Linked DNA regions of Zea mays: region 1 is linked to region 2. A link is a contact called in public Hi-C data. All regions are on one chromosome and are shown on one strand. Each heading gives the region's core, a stretch centred on a gene start, on an enhancer-like site or on the middle of the called end of the contact. The rest is flanking DNA. Distances are from core to core; before and after follow the strand shown.

Region 1 (2,700 bases), core at 197-2,696, 640 kb after region 2:
GATAGAGAGTTCTGCTTGCATGCTCTCACTAGTTCAGTCAAGAATGCATCTTTGTGATCATCTTGAGCTAGTCCATAATCCCTTCTACAATTACAGATAGCTCTAACGAGGCATCCCTACATCCTAACAACAATCCACCTGATCTCCCTTTTGGTGGTAGAAAAATACATAACACTATAACAGTGCAAAACTAGCTCTTAGTTAAGAACTCGTTTTGATGCATATGTATTTATGTTAATTCTTGCGAAGTAGATCGAAGTAAAAATTAATATAAATTTTATCTCAAACTATTCAACCATATATAGATTAAGACAGATATAGCGACTATTTTAAAGCATAAATGTGTCATCACATGCAAAATTGAAAGGGAAACAGAGTTTAACCATTTTCTATATTAATTTTGGTGCTTGATGACCATCACAATCTTTTGAACTAACTAGTTTGCTTAGGGAGTGTTTGTTTGAGATTATAATCTGACTGGATCATATACTCTAACATTTCTAAATAACACTTAGTTCAAATTTTTAGATTATTTAATCAAGTCAAAATATAATTCCACAAACAAACCCTTAGTATTTGATTTACAGGTTCATAACTTCGACAATTCATATAATCATGCACCGTCGTAATGCACAAATATTGTGGTAGTATGTATATTAAGGGACTGATTGGTTGGATACAGAACCAATTATCCAGGCTAAGCATATGCAAATCCATACTTTTGGTGTCCTATACTGATCTACTGTATAACATATGACTATGACCTGACTCCAGATAAACGAAACCCACGTCCATTTTCTCGGGGCTAGGCTACTGCGAGCGCGCTCAGAGCAGGAGCAACAACTAAGGGTCTGTTTGGTTGAGCTGTGGCTTTGAAAAAAGCTGTTGTGGGCTGTGAGCTGTGAAAAAGGCTGTTGCGGGTGTGAGCTGTTAGAAAGCTAAAAACCGTTTGGTGAAAACCACTAAAAGCCGTTAAAAGTTCTTCGATATATGTTTTTACAGTTACATCGGAAAGCCACTAAAAGTAGATCTAGTGGTGCTTTAAGTTTTGAATTGCGAGAAAGTCAGCTTTTAGATTAAGCTGCATTCTGAATCCGACCCTTTGGTTTGACTTTTGGTTTTTAGAGGGCAAAAACCAAAGTTAAAAAGCCAAACCAAACACACAAGCTCAGGAAGCAAGTATTTGTATAAAGTAACCAAACATCTTTTTAATATAAACCACATGTTAGCTAGACAACTGCCCGGATGCACCAAGCCGCCAGCTCGCGCAACGCAACCCATATGACAGACGGAAGAGCAGGGTGCTCTTCAACTCTCTTTCTTTTTGCAGCGCAGGACAGGAAACCGCATCTCCCGTTCCCGGCCGTTTATTATTAGCTGAGCTCGTGCCTCGTACACGAGGCCGGCCCTCTCGCTCTCGGTGCGTGCGTGGCTGAGCCGCTGAGAGGCAATACGCGGTGCGTGGGGTGTGGGGAGCGAGGCGGCGGCGACGAGGGTTTTGCTGCTCCGCACACCGCGCGCAGCGGCGACGCGACCGCAGCTCGTCGCCGCCCCGGTTCGAGGAGGAGGAGGAGGAGCCGGCTGAGGCGCCTGTGGTGGCTGCTGCGGCGGGAGCGGGAGCGCCATGAGGGGCGGCGGCGGGAGGCAGCCTTCCTATGCGGCGTCGGACGGGGCGGATGCGGATGCGGCGGCGGTCCCGGCTGCTTCCAGGAAGATGGTGCAGAGCCTCAAGGGGATCCTGGCCGACCGCTCGGAGGGCGAGATCTACGCCACCCTCTGCGACTGCGGCATGGACCCCGACATAGCCGTAGAGAGGCTCATCTCCCAGGGTAAGGGTATATACACGCTGCCTGTCTCTCTCTCCTCGCTCTAGCTCTGTCCTCGCGGGCTCCAACTGTTTAGTGTGGACGTTGTCGTGCGATGCCCGTTAGGGTTTGATTTTCCCCACCTTAGCACGGTGATTTGGCGCCGCGCTGATATGCGCGGTCTGTGTCGTATAAGTCGTAACCCCCATTTTGGACGGTTGCTGTTGAATTGCTTGCCAATCCGGTCTGGTTCTGCGGATGCTGTACGTTGTGACTTGTATTTGCTTGCCAGTTTTAGGTTCAACGTGGCTGTGAAGCATGGTGGGTAGTTTTAAACTTTTTAATTCAGACTAGTTAGTTGCCCGTATATTGCTACGGTAGACTTTGTTCAAATGAGATATTTATTCAAACCTGATTATGTTTTTTATTTTCAATTTATTAGTATACCTATATGTTTACTATATCTCTCATTTGTATAGCACAAAACAGTTGTGAGCTGAAGTGGTTAAAGTTTCTTGCCTTGCATCAAGAAGTGCAGGGTTCAAACCTCTTCCATGGGGGACGATGCGTGAAAAATTCACACTTAAATATAGTAGAGAAGAGATAGAGATGAGAGAACACTTTTTTCTCAACGAGCAACTTTTTTTGTGCATTTACGGATGTGTTTTTTGCAACAGATTGTGCCACCCATATGGTGTAATAATAGAGATGAAGAGGGGGGGGGGGGGGGGGGGTCATTTCCCTACATAAGTCCTGATTACTATTCCATTGTAATTCAGCTGTGTTGCAGGATCATGATACCTGGTCCATATGTTGGATTGAATATCATATAGACTGAAACTGTTGCGCCTAGCATAAACATGCCTTTGTCTTCAGCATTAGGAGTTTAGGACGT
Region 2 (2,700 bases), core at 16-2,515:
CGTTTCAGTTCCAAGCGTCCAGGTTCATTCGGCCGCGTGCAAAACGGTTCAACAAAACGCCCCCCCAAAACCGTTGCGCTTGCCTTGCGTACCCCGAACCGGACTAGTTGATGTACTGGAACAAGGTCGCCGGCTCCGGCCAGACCGCCGCGAACTCGGCCGCCTCGACGACGCTGGGTCGCCATGCAAGGAACTGCGCCGGCACTGCTTCGGCGTCCGCGATGTCGCCGTCGCCGCCGCCGTAGTACGCCCTACCAGACGTCGCCGCCCCGTACTGCGCCCGCTGCGCCAAGTAGCACCCGCCCTGGTCCATGTCAGCCGTCGTCGTCCCCGTCGCCGCACGCCGCTCCTTCTTCCTGAACCTGATGCCGCAGGCGTTGCACAGGGACTGCAGGCAGCACACATACACGCATTAGTCAGCGCACTCGCATGCATGCATGCACGCACGGCGGGGTATGGGACGGGACGAGGACGACCAAAGTGTCGTCGCCGTTGGCATATTATACGTATGGGAGATCGCGCTGGTTTTAAGCGCTAGCGGATGTCCAAAAAAAAAACTGCCAGTGGCAGAGGCAGACGACACGACGCTGTGCCTCATGTCGTGCGTCGCCGCGTGTGTCACGTGAACATGTGACAATTTTGGTTCATGTAAAGCTGCAACGATGCTGGGCTAGCGCTGAAACCTTGTTCCAGCCAGCGTCGCTTCGCTTGGAGAGATGGAAGAACGATGAAACGAACCTTGGGCCCGCGAGGCCCGTTCCTCCACAGCGGCGTGGACGTGGTGCCGCAGCTGGCGCAGCGGTGGTCCACGAGCGGCGCCGGGTCCTGCCCGTGCCCGTGCGCGGCCGCGGCTCTCTTGTTCGCGGCCGCGGGAGAGGGACGTCTGCCGCCCGGGCAGGAGCAGCAGCGGCAGCAGCAGGACTGGTCAGCGGGTGCAGCGACGTCGCACGACACGGCGCTGCGAGACGGTAGCGCCAGGCACGGCGGGCGGGGCTTGGCGGCGGCGCGGCGCGAGGACGGCGTGCCGAGCGAGAGCGTGCAGTCGACGGTGCCCGTGGAGGAAGAGGAGGAGGACGGGGACGAGGGGCAGGTGGTGACTGAGCTGTGGCTGTCGTCGTCGAACTGGAAGGCCTTGGTGTTGGGCAGCGGGAAGAAGAGCGAGAAGGCTGGGGACGCGGCCGCCATGGTGGCGGGGGCAGCGGCCGCGGCCACGACGCTCTGTTGGTGGCTGTGTCTGTGCTGCTTGTGGGTGCAGTGGCGAAGCATGGTCTGCAACGAGGCCACAGTGCTGGGCTTTAAAGCGAGCGCGGCGCAGAGAGGAGGAGAGGAGATTCGGAACTGAACTTGGCTTGGATACTTGGATCCACTGGGCCCGGGTGGTGGACGTGGGCGGATGTGCAGGAGCTCAGCTAGTCAGCAGGCAGGGCTAGCTAGGATTTTATAGGATCAGATTCGCTGTGCAGAGGCCGATCTGCTCGCCTCCCCTCGCCGATGGCGATGGCAATGCCAATGCTTTGAATCCTGCGCGCGGCTCGGTTGCATTGCATGCCCTAGCCAGTGTAGGAAGGAAGGAGTAGCTAGAAGCGGGCAGCACCCAATGAGTAGTAGCGGTACACGTCTGTGGGCTGCGCGCCCTGGTCAGGTCAGTCAGGCGGGCTCGACGTGATGAGCTGACTGCTCGAAAGCAGACCGGTAGCGGAGCGGCTGTTCAGTGTTCACCCTATATGGCTATATGTATCCAAGCAGTGCCTGTAGTCCTGTACTACATGCCACCGCAGTAGGGAGAATCAATGGAGCAGGGCCCAGCAGCAGCATACTAATGCAGGATAGCATCGCCTAGAGTAGGAGAGGGTAGACGAGACCCAAACGAGAAAAAGGAGAGAATCGAGACGAGAGACGGCAGATGGAGGAGAGGACGGCGTCCGGCTGGCGGTGTCTGGCAACCGTAACGAGCGACTGCTCCAGAGTCCAGACGTCACACAACAGGACCGGAGATCAAGCGAAAGAAAGGCCTGGCAGTACGCCAGTGGCAGGCATCCATATCGCAGACCTCTAGTTGCCATGCATGCATAGCCAGGCGCAGGCACAGGCGTCTCGCACCACGTACCTGCTGGGCCTGGTCGTGTACCACTACCACGTATACGTTAATACGCCCCATCCCTTGCCTCGCGTCACGTCACCGGCCGCGGCCGAGACGTGCGACTCATCGACGGCGCAGGCTGGGTGGCGAGCCCCGGGCGGTCAAAAGCAGGGGAGATACGTGACCCGTGGAACAGTCTCCCACGCGCCGTATACGAGTACTCCTACTCCTACTCCTAGTCGCACCACAACGCCGGCGCGGAATCCGCGGATCGCGATGCTGCCGCGCCTGTCGCGTCGAGGCCCGTCCCAGCCACACCAGAGCACCACCACCGGGGCCGTTGCCGGACATATAGGTGCGTAGTACGCGGCGCCGCGGCGGCTCTCGGGCCAGGGGGGCCCTCCTAGCGCTAGCGGAGGCGTTGTACGGCCGGCCAGGCAACGTCATGGTGTCATGGACACGTCACGTACGGGCCGGGAGGAGGCGAGCGAGCGAGCGAGGTCCGTTAGACTAGCTTTACGGATGTCCGGCCCCGGCCCCCCGGTACGTGATGCAGCAGCAACCGACCCGACGGATCGATGCAATGCACCGCGTGCGTGCTCGCCATCCCGTATGTCTCC

Evidence for each region. Hi-C and Micro-C count contacts between places; a contact is called where the count stands out from the background.
Region 1: a contact with region 2 is called in a Hi-C map of ear, with 1.9 times the contacts expected there. The contact joins the promoter of LOC100280182 here to the promoter of LOC103635377 in region 2. A contact is called at or near these places in 3 of 25 Hi-C or Micro-C datasets (bundle sheath, ear and leaf).

The regions. Positions count from the first base shown.
Region 1 is chr8:75,926,516-75,929,215 of Zm-B73-REFERENCE-NAM-5.0, forward strand. LOC100280182 (Putative DUF1296 domain containing family protein) reads left to right here and starts at 1,447. Exons shown (of 10, transcript NM_001153114.1): 1 at 1,447-1,829. The coding sequence starts at 1,625.
Region 2 is chr8:75,289,967-75,292,666 of Zm-B73-REFERENCE-NAM-5.0, forward strand. LOC103635377 (GATA transcription factor 15) reads right to left here and starts at 1,266. Exons shown (of 2, transcript XM_008657842.2): 1 at 739-1,266; 2 at 104-388. The coding sequence starts at 1,266. The coding sequence ends at 104.